Regions from separate parts of the Mus musculus genome. Here region 1 is linked to region 2. Evidence: chromatin contacts called from public HiChIP or PLAC-seq data. All regions are on one chromosome and are shown on one strand. The core of a region is the stretch at or near the end of the contact, and the rest is flanking DNA. Distances in the headings are between cores, read along the strand shown.

Region 1 (5,322 bases), core at 2,299-4,798, 54 kb before region 2:
CTACTTCTCCTCTTCCTCTTTTTTGTTTAAGATTTATTTTATTTTATGTATGTGAGTACACTGTTGCTATCTTCAGACACACCAGAAGGGGGCATCAGATCCCATCATAGATCGTTTCGAGCCACCATGTGGTTGCTAGGATTTGAACTCAGGGCCTCTGGAAGAGCAGCCAGTGCTCTTAACCTCTGAGCCAACTCTCCAGGCACTTCCCCACCCCTCAGCCACACTTTCTTCTTTTTTTTTAGGTTTATTTATTATATATGTAAGTACACTGTAGCTGTCTTCAGACACACTAGAAGAAGGTGTCAGATCTCATTACGGATGGTTGTGAACCACCATGTGGTTGCTGGGATTTGAACTCAGGACCTTTGGAAGAGCAGTCAGTGCTCTTAACCACTGAGCCATCTCTCCAGCTTCCCCCATCCATGCTTTTAAGGACAAAGTCTCACTATGTTGTCCAGGCTAGCCTCACACTTCACTCTCACACACACACACACACACACACACACACACACACACACACCCTGTAGCCCCACCTCCTGAGGGCTGGGCTGACAGGTATGCACCACCACACCTGGTTTGCCCCAAATATCTTGGGATGTTCTGACAGTTGTCCAGTGAGCCCAGCTTTCTTTTCCTCTTGTCTTAATGTCATGGCCACCTTTATAGGGCAGTAGAGTTTGTGTTCTTTGAGACCAAGTCCCCTGTTTGCCAGGGTAGAGCTTGTAACCACTGGAAGGATATTTGACTTGAAGACATCAGGGAAACTGTCCTGGCCAGTGATCTATGAATTCTGACCTGCTATATGGGGTTTGTAGGGGTTCATTAACTGTTGGGGTGGTCGGGTCTAACCAGGCAGAGTGAATTAAACTCAATTACTAACATTTAAGAACCAAGGATGAAAAAAAAAAAAAAAAAGCCGGCATTGGTGGCGCATGCCTTTAATCTCAGCACTTGGGAGGCAGAGAAGGGCGGATTTCTGAGTTCAAGGCCAGCCTGGTCTACAGAGTGAGTTCCAGGACAGCCAGGGCTACACAGAGAAACCCTGTCTCGAAAAACAAACAAACAAAAAAAAGAACCAAGAATGCTTATATACACAGCATGTTCAAAACTAAGCTGGGCTACATGAGTACCTGTCTAAAATGCCTGGAGCAGAAGGCCAGAATCAATGGGCAGGAAAGGCGTCTTCCCACTGGGGATCACCCTTTGTGGGTGCTCCTTTGAAGAAAGAGCAGCTCCAAGAAGAAGCGGAGGCTTGGAGAGTTGGGGAGAGTGTGCTGGTCTGAGGTAACCACAGTGCCCAGGTTCAAAGGGGAAGCAACATCTTGAAGGCCTGCAAGACCTAGAGGGAGGCTCTGTGGCTACACAGTCAGCAAGGAATGAATGGGAAAGCCAAGGAAGTTACCCGCTCTGGGGCCAGGTGAGTAGTTACCCACTTAAACTTTTTTTTTAATTAAAGATTTATTTATTATTACACATAAGTACACTGTAGTTGTCTCCAGACACACCAGAAGAGAAAGTCAGATCTCATTATAGATGATTGTGAGCCACCATGTGGTTGCTGGGATTTGAACTCGGGACCTTCGGAAGATCAGTCAGTGCTCTTAACCCTTGAGCTATCTCTCTAGCCCCGTGTGTGTGTGGTGTGTGTGGTGTGTGTGTGTGTGTGTGTGTGTGTGTGTGTGTGTGTGTGTGTTGTTTTGTTTTGTTTTTTGAGACAGGGTTTCTCTGTAGAGCCCTGGAGTCCTGGAACTCCCTCTGTAGACCAGGCTGGCCTTGAACTCAGAAATCTGCCTGCCTCTGCCTCCCAAGTGCTGGAATTAAAGGTGTGCACTACCACTGCCTGGCTCCTACTTAAACTTTTTTTTTTTAAAGATTTATTTATTATTATATCTAAGTACACTGTAGCTGTCTTCAGGTGCACCAGAAGAGGGCATCAGATCTCATTATGGATGGTTGTGAGCTACCATGTGGTTGCTGGGATTTGAACTCAGGACCTTCAGAAGAGCAGTCAGTGCTCTTAACCACTGAGCCATCTCTCCAGCCTCCCACTTATACTTTTAATGTCATTGTTTTTTGAGATAAGAGCTCACCCTGTAGCCCAGGCTAACCTCAAGGCCTCAGTGGAATTATAAATATGTGTCACCATTCCCGACTTCCCACCTTCATTTTCTGGGTCCCACTGTTACTCCGTGGAGGACCCTGCCAAGGTAGCTTCAGGGCTGTATGCAGGAGGTAGCAAAAGGGATGGAGAGAGGCCAGCAATTCGGAGATCTCCAGGGAGAACAGGTTGGACCAGGAGGATGGTAATGGGAGAGAAAGAGTTGATGTGATCTTAGTGGTCCCCAGGAGCCAGGGCAGGGTCTGTGAGCACAGCCAGGAGACTCTCCCAAGCACATCGAGACTGTGGATGGGACAAGGACACATGATGTTTGAAAGCCTAGAAAACTGGGCTATCTGAACCCTGACCACTGTAACAATGGATGTCGGAAGGCCTGCGTGGCACAGCCAGCTGTGGAGGTGTACACGTTCGATCCCACCCTTCAGAGGCAGAGATGGGAGGGTATCCTCAGGTTTGAGGTCTACCTGGACTGTATAGTGAGCTACAGAATGAACGTTGAATCTGGGCTCGAATCAAATGAGCATAAGGGATGAAGCAGGGACACCCCAAGGCTAAGCGCTAAGTTCAGCAGTAACAGAAGGACTGCCCCCGAATCTGGAGGAAATTAGTGTCTTATCCTGGAAGCTCAGAAGATGTTTCTAGATGTTTCTTAACTAGGTCAATAGATTAAGAAAGATCTTGCTGGGCATGGTGGTACACACCTGTAATCTCAGCCCTCGGGACCTGAGGTTGGGGGATTGCTACGAGCTTCAAGACAGCCTGGGTTACAAGGTAATTTCCAGGCCAGCCTATGTTTCAGAGGTGGGGCGGGGGCTATGAACCACCACCATATCAGAGAAAGGGGGGAAGGGGAGGGAAGGAAGGAGGGAGAAAGAGACAAAAAGCAGAGAAAGAGAAAAGAGAAAGTTAACCTTTGAGAGTTAATCAACGTAAATGATAAGCTGTGGATTGTGGGGTCCATGTCTTCATCCCCCGCTTCAGACAACACTGCCTGTAATCAAAATGCCATGGTCACCCCAGCAAGGGTGTACAGAGACTGCCTTTCCACCGTGAACAAACTATTCCAGAACAAACTGTTCCAGTGGGACAGGACTGGAGAGAAATGTGATGACTGCCTGTTTTGCAAACACAGGAAAACAAAACACACCCCACCAGCATTTTGGAGGCAGAGGCAGGCAGAGCTCTAAGAGTTCCAGGCCAGACTGATCTACACAGCGAGTTCTAGACCAGCTAAGACTACCTAGTGAGAAATGTTAATTGCTTTATGTGAGTCAGATACTTCCGCCTTTAGGATACAGATAAATGTGTTTTCCTGCAGCGATGGGGTGGAAGCCAGGGCTTTGCACCCGGCCACCAGCAAGCTCTGTTCCTGGCAATAGCTGTGAAGGTGATTTTCCTTTCTTTCCAAAGGCTCCGGGACCACACCCTCGACCTGATCCAGCTTAGTGTTTAGCTTGGAAGATACTGCCTGAGGTCCTCTAATGCCTTCTAGAAAATGGCTTCTCATGGCTGGGCGGGGCTTGGGCGGGGCTTCCAGTGTCTGTACCTGGCAGATGTCCTTCCACTGGCGTCAGGTAATGGGACCTGGCGACATCCTGACTGACACTTTAAGACAGACTCCGCTCCAGACCCTTGTCCCTGCACCACTCCCAGATTCCAGGCCTGCCGAAACTCTGAGATAGTGGATGGTTATCATCTGAAGATGCTAGGTTTGGGGTAATTTGTCACGTAACGATCCATAAACAATAGAAGCAGAAACACTTCTGGAGGCAGCGCTGGCTCTGAGAATGTGACAGGCAGAATGTGGCCCTCGAGGACCTGGGGAATCACAGGTCCGTTCTGATCCTAGTCACATTCCCCACAAACCCTTACAGGCAAGGAAGGGGAGACCAGGGAGTCAGTCCACAGCATGGCCTTCTGGGCTGTTTATAACACAGAGGGACAACTAGTCTGAATGCTGTGTCGAACCAAGAGAGGAAGTGTCCCACTCTGCCTGAAGCTGGCGAGTATAACCTGGAGGCACTCTGGAGAGAGGAGACCCTGCAGATCAGGAAGGTCAGCTGGAGGCTTAGTCAGAGCCTTAGAGGGACCTCTGCAGAACGCCTCGCCATCGTCACTCTCCACTTCAATGCCTTGTCCCCTGCAGATACCCTCAGTGTTCAGGACCTGTTCATCTAGAGATGGAGACCAGACGTGTGTGCGAGGAACAGAAACTGCCCGGGAGTCCAAGAGCCACCCAGATGCCCAATTTCCTTTTCCTTCCTCTGACCCAGATACTCAGAGTCTGAAACGCCCATCTCCCCAGACTTCTCAGCTTCCAGGATTGTCCTGTCTCCACCTCCCACCTTGAGATAGAGGTGCTGGGCTTACCGACTTGCCCTAGGACACTCTGGGTTCTGGGGATCCCACCTCCGGTCCTGACACTGCAGCCTGCTGAGCCATTTCCTCAGTCCTGGTTTGTCTGTCTGTCTGTCTGTCTGTCTGTCTGTCTGTTTGTTTGAGATGGTCTCTTGGGCATTTATACCTTTATTTCTTGAGAGATTAACTTTACACCTTAACAGTGTACACCTTAACATGTGAGAGACAGGCAAGCGGATGTCTGGGAGTTTAAGAACAGCCTGGTCTACATAGCAAGTCCCAGCCAGGACTATACAGTGAGACCCTACCTCCCAAAGAAGCCCAGGCTACTCTGGGATGCACACAGATGCCTCTGCCTCACTCCCCCAATGCTGGGACCGTGGGGGAGTCACCACGGCTTGAGCTCCTGGTTTTCTTTTAAATCACCAAACGTATCAACAATCCTGGCTGTGGTAGCACACACCTTTAGTCCCAGCACTTGAGAGGCAGAGGCGGGTAGATCTCTGAGTTCGAGGCCAGCCTGATGTACCGAGTGAGTTCCAGGACAGCCAGGGCTGCACAGAGAAACCCTGTCTTGAGAAAACAAACAAATCAAAACCAAAAATACATCAGCATCACGGTTCTGAAGACCTGAACAAGGATGCCTACATCTCAGAAGAGGCTTTGTGGTGAGCAATGCTAGCACAAGCCAAATGTCCGAGCGCTCCTTGAGGGACGTGGTCCTAGACACCGTGTATGGAGAGTGGGCTGGGATTCCACAGAAACCTCCAGCACAGCTCTGTAAGAGCCAAGAGCCACTGTGGCTACTTCCCTGTTCCGTCTGTTTGTCCTCGTGCTAACTG
Region 2 (5,302 bases), core at 331-2,830:
TTGAGTTGTAAACTGTACATTCCTTCAGATTTGTGAGTTATAGCGCCTGCTCTGCTCCTTTCCCAGAAAGGTGTGGAGAATATTGGTAGATTAGTCAGCGAGAAGGCAGGTGTTAATTTGCCTTCTGACTCGGTATCAGAATCTTCAAGTGCTTTTATGCAGCATGAAAACAGATTCTTCCCCGCCAAGGCCACCACGCCGCCACCCTGGCTGGCAGGAGGGGCTGTCCTATTTCTTTTAGATGTTGCGCTCGAAGTAATTCAAGCTACGTTGCAGAAGAAAGACCAGAACTGGAAAGCAGGCATTTCTGTAAGGGCTCAGTGCTAGCTACGCATATCAAACCTGTGGTCCAGCTGACTTATTCAGCTCTGGGTTGTCCACAGGCACAGGTGAGCATGCTCATGAGGTCAGGCTCCTGTTTCCCGCTTCCTTCCTCACCAGCCTCTCAGAAGCAGGAAACGACAAATAGCTAATCAAGAAAATGCAAAGCAGAAAGATGGAGGAGAGGCTGATGTCTGCCCAGTCTCTCATAATGAAGGCAAAGTCAAATAAGGATCTAGCTGTCCACAGGTCCCATGGGAAGGCCACAGAGGGGGCTGGCCAGTTAGTTGAACTTCTTCAACACTGAGCTCAGACACTGTTGCAAGGAAGTTAGCCAATTAAACTTAGGTAGATTTGAGAAATAAATTTTTATATCCATACACACCCTTTTAGGAAATTCTAGGCATTCCCGAATCAGGACCACACAACTTCAGGAGGAAGTGGCTTTTCTGTAAGTCAGTTCTGTATTGCAGTGTTCTAGAAAGCAGTTAAGTACAAACACCCTCGTACCTTTTGGGAGCCCTGAACAGCTTTAGGGATAGAATCTGCAACCACTTGCTATTCTGGAATTGTTTTCTAGCAAGTTTGCTTTTCATCTGCCCTTTCTACAGTTAGCAGACAGTGGTTTAGAAGTGCTTCCGAAAATCCAGGAAGTTTACAACAAATCCTGGCTCGTGAATATGAATCCCGCGAGTATTACTCAGCATTTTAAGGATGCAAACCCTGGTGGGTTCGGAAGAGCTTGAAATTAGGTAAGATGGGGAGGTGGGATGGACAGAAGGTACCACCGGCCACTTCAAAACGCAGTTTTAACATTTCCGTAAAAAGAAAATTGAAAAGGGACTCGAGTCTCTTGTTCAGGTTTGATTTTAGAGGGAAAAGTTGAACCGACTTATTTTTCTGTGAGCGGAAAGACCTTTCTCAGCTGGTAGTTATCAACTACGCCAATTACTACAATAATTTTGTGGAGCGCGTAACCGAGATACATCGGTTCTAGAACTTTCATGTCCAGCCCTGATTTTCAATAAACCAATTTTCCTTTTTCCGTCTCAGAATTCGGATAGTGGCCGCAAGGATGATTCCCCCCACCTCCAAGTCGATCCACGCCTCGGCCAATCTGAGCCCGGATGCTAATTAGCTATGCTTCCTAGATGAACACGCCTTTGTCACATGTAGGGCCGGACTACAAGGCCCAGCATGCCTCTCCCCTCCCTGATCAATGAGGGCTTATTTAAATGATCTCTGAGGTCTTGGACCCAGGCCAATCAGCTGTCAGAGCTCATGATAAATCGCAATGCATTATTGATAATAATAATTACTGGGACATGCGCGTTTCGGCCGAAGGGGGCTAAAATTTCCCAACTCCAGGAATTGGTGGCGGAGAGGGGGCAAGTCACCAGGGCTCTTCCCGGCGCCCCAATGCGCGCACCATGTCGAGGCGCAAGCAGGCGAAGCCCCAGCACATCAACTGGGAGGAGGGCCAGGGCGAGCAGCCTCAGCAGCTACCGAGCCCCGACCTCGCCGAGGCGCTGGCGGCGGAGGAACCCGGTGAGTGCGGCTGCGGCCACGTCCGTGCGCCCGACTGTCCGTGCGTCCCGGGAGGGCGCTCCTAGCACTGCCGCGCGTCCCTCGAGGGCGCGGGTTCCGGGAGCCGATTCTGGAATGGGGATTCCGGACTCTGTTCCAGGAAAGGAGAGATGCGGAGGGAGGGAGCCTCAATCCCCCACCTCGGAGGGAGCCTCAACCCGCCCACCCCTTTGCAAATCCCCCTAGTTTTCTCCCTCTTATTGTAAAGTTGATTCCACATTCTGCCTCTCCCTCCAACTTCTCTCTCCTCGTCCACAGTCCCATAATTGGTTTCCCTCCTTTGGATACATAAGCACCCACCTACGCCGGTAACTTGGGCTTCCTTCACCCCCTCTCTAGTGGCGCCGCTTTTAAAAGAAAGAGACCCCCAAGTCTCCCCACCCTCTCTACTACCCTCTTGGGGGCCCCTGGGGGAGGGGCGCACCTCTGGGGGACCCCCCGAGGAGGGCGATCTGTTGCACGCGCCCCTCCCAGGCCGAGTGGGGGGAGGGGGCGCGACCTCTCCCCACCCCCAGGCCGGGGTACGGGCCACCCGCACAGCGCAGAGGGCGGGGGAGGCTGTTGGGCTTAGTTCCCTTTCGGAGGAAGGGAACTTTTATTTTTTTGTAATTTTAGATATTTTGTTTACCTTTTTTTTTCTTTCCGCCTTTCCCGGGGGCTACGGCGCCTGCTGCCGGTCCTCGCCCTAACCTTTCGGGGCCTGACCTCCAGCCATCTTTGATTTCCGACTATCTAAAAATAACCGCGGCCAGCGGGAGGGTGCGGGCCGGGGCCCGGGCAGCGGGTGCATGGTCACCCCCTCTGGGGCGCACCCCCGCTCCTTTATTTATTTTTTTGCACGGATCCCCCGGGCGGCACTGCTCAGCACACGCCCGGGAGGTGAAAGGGGAGAGGTCGGGTTGCGGCTGACCCGGCCTGAGCCTCCACGGAGTTCAGGACCTCAGCGCGGCCGGGAGCTGCGGGCGAGCCCCTCGTCCCTGCCCGCCGTGCTGTCGCCGAAGAAACCGGGAACGTTGGGAGGAGGGAGTCCCCCTGGGCCTCCCGCTCGATTCCAGCTCTCCGCGGATGGTGGGCGGTGTGCGGACTCTGCGCGCTCTGCTTGGGCGCTCCTGTTTTCCCCGGAGTGGGATCCTACTTTTCCCAAACTTAACGAGTTTATCAAAGTTCAGTGACCTTCTACCTCATTGTATCCCCCCCCCCTGCCCCCCAGGGCAACTGGAAGGTCATTGCTTGTTCGAGGGGGCGGATGTGAGTTTTGGGGCGTTGGAGCATCCCACATCATAGGGCCGGGCAGCTGGGATGGACTCTTTGTGCCTTGGCCCGGGGAGCTAGGGGTGGGGGTGCAGATCATGGAGAGGCTGGGTCGCTTGGTCCACCTGGAACAAAAGGGTTAACCCTCAGCCCGCCTGCTTCCTCTGGAGAGGAGGGGCGAGCTCTCGGCCCTGACCCCTCCCCTGGTCCTGCGATGACCTCCCTTCCCCCTCCATTTGGGGTGAGCGCATACTAGTGTTTTTTGTTTTGTTTTTTTCTCCTATTTAGCTGGTGGTGGGGACTCTGGGGGTGGGCGGCATGGAGAGGTGGCTTGCTATAGAAGGGCTTCCGAAATCTCCGCTGGCTGGAGTCGTAGTTAACCTGGCTGCACCCTGAGGCCGCTGGGCGCGCGCTGCCACCCAGCCTTGGGAAGCGAGTTTTCTGCGGATCACTCGCGGTCGGAGCCCGGCCTCTGGCGTGCGGGCGCCCTCTGGAGACCGGCCATGTGCGGACTGCGACACACACCTGGTGAGTGAGGTTAGCTAGGCCGGAGACCCGCACACGCGTGATCTCTGTGGGGTCCCCATCTTCTGCATCAACATCAGTGTTTGGGAATCTTCTCCAAGAGTTCTTAAAATGTGTTTGTAGGGGGACCTCGATTGTGGTTTTGGGAAGAGGTTTTTTGTTTTTGTTTTAAAATTTCTTTAATGCCTGCATTTTGGGATCACCCTTAGTTTAGATAAATCTTTTGGAAGCTTTTGGATCCCTCTTGGTCGGTCTGTAGGAGAATGCAGGTTTTTTTTTTTTTTTTTTTGAGCAAGGCAAATGAAATCCGGGCAATAATTAGCAGATCAAAAAATCCGCAGGTGGTCAAGGAGAAGGGGCTTACAGTACTTAAAGGAAAATTAGCATTTTCTCAAAAGGGTTCCAAATGCCCTTTGTGCTAAACTGGATTACAACCTTCAGCTATTACGATTCCCAGGTTTTTAGTAATTTAGCGCTCCTCGCCATCCTTCATCGACCTGCCTGTGCCTGGCTTAGTTAAGGTTTCAAGCTAATTCAGTCTTCCCCCAAAAGGGGGAGGGGGCTTCTTTTTTATTCATTTAATTGCATGTAAAATGTGCTCCCTAACCCTCGGAGGTTCTCCACTGCCAGTAAACGATACTTTGTCATTGGTGATGGGGATTAAGGGGATTTCAGTTTAAGTAGGGGACCGGGAGCCGTTTTGGGGGAGCTGAGGCATGGTTATTTTTGAATCTCCTCCTTTTGGATGTAAAATGTCAAATGAGAATTTGGGGAAAAGAATTTTGGCAGGATTCAGTACGAGGAAGCTCGGCGTTGCATTCTGGGTGTAACCTTGCCTAGGTGGACTAGTGTACCCCCACTTATTCACCCAGCTTTTTGGGTCCTTGTGTACAGTGGCAGTGAAAAAGTTTTCTATAGACTCCTTGCATGTTGAGGTAATTTCATCCACGGAATGACAGTTTTCACTGGAACCTGCTATGTGGCAGGCTCCAGCCTGGGACCTCGAAGGACCTCACCGTTAATTCTCACAACCTGAAGTAGTTTTGGTATTTCGCTCCCTTGAATAAAGGCTCCCGGGTGGCAAGGGTCGCCCAGTGGTTCCCCTCCCACTTGACTTTAGCCTTCTTGAATCCATGGGGTGTTTGTTGTTGGTTCTAGAGCAAGGGGGATGTACTCATTAGTAAGGGACAGCCTAGCCATGGTGCTTGAAGCTGCTTTGGTTTGGTGACACCCCCCCCCCCAGTCTGTCTGTGTAGTAACCATGACAGCTTTCTAACCTGTCCCAGCCTTGTCACGCTCTTGTCTTTGCCTCTGAAGCTGAGATTGGAGGAATGTGCCGCTAAATCCAGTGCCCATTTGATTTTTCAAATTGCCTTTTAGAAACTGTGGGTGATGAGACTTCCCAGCAAGCAACTCAAGAGCTAACGTCATTTGGGTTTCTTTCTTGGGGTTACGTGATTTTGAAAAAGAAAAAAAAAAAAAAGCCAAACCAAATAGGAGATGAATTTGGGAGGTTACCGTAATCACTCTAATCTCTACTTTTTTAACAAACACAGCTAACACACACAGGTTAAAGCCTTGGTTGGTGCAGGCTCTAGACAGCCTTGTTTCATCCCAG

Evidence for each region. HiChIP or PLAC-seq counts read pairs in DNA pulled down with a chosen protein or histone mark.
Region 1: an H3K27ac HiChIP or PLAC-seq map of extraembryonic endoderm stem cells shows a contact between it and region 2. The contact joins the enhancer-like site here to the promoter of Sall4 in region 2. A contact is called at or near these places in 4 of 484 Hi-C or Micro-C datasets (embryonic stem cells, extraembryonic ectoderm, extraembryonic endoderm stem cells and 1 more), 14 of 115 datasets of contacts at active chromatin or transcription factors (craniofacial prominence, embryonic forebrain, embryonic hindbrain and 7 more) and 3 of 9 other capture datasets (adipose tissue, liver and pancreatic islet).

What each region holds. Positions count from the first base shown.
Region 1 is chr2:168,819,112-168,824,433 of GRCm38.p6, reverse strand. No RefSeq gene overlaps it. Among named protein-coding and RNA genes, the nearest start is that of Sall4, 55 kb to the right of the region's middle. Within about 2 kb of position 3,548, at least 17 of the 459 cell types and tissues checked have an H3K27ac peak or open chromatin away from gene starts, as enhancers often do. A contact at or near this core is called in extraembryonic ectoderm, extraembryonic endoderm stem cells and trophoblast stem cells, where this site is marked.
Region 2 is chr2:168,763,479-168,768,780 of GRCm38.p6, reverse strand. It overlaps Sall4 (spalt like transcription factor 4), which reads left to right and starts at 1,580. Exons shown (of 4, transcript NM_175303.4): 1 at 1,580-1,869. The coding sequence starts at 1,752. Gm14261 (predicted gene 14261) reads right to left here and starts at 2,638. Exons shown (of 2, transcript NR_166178.1): 1 at 2,537-2,638; 2 at 671-1,999.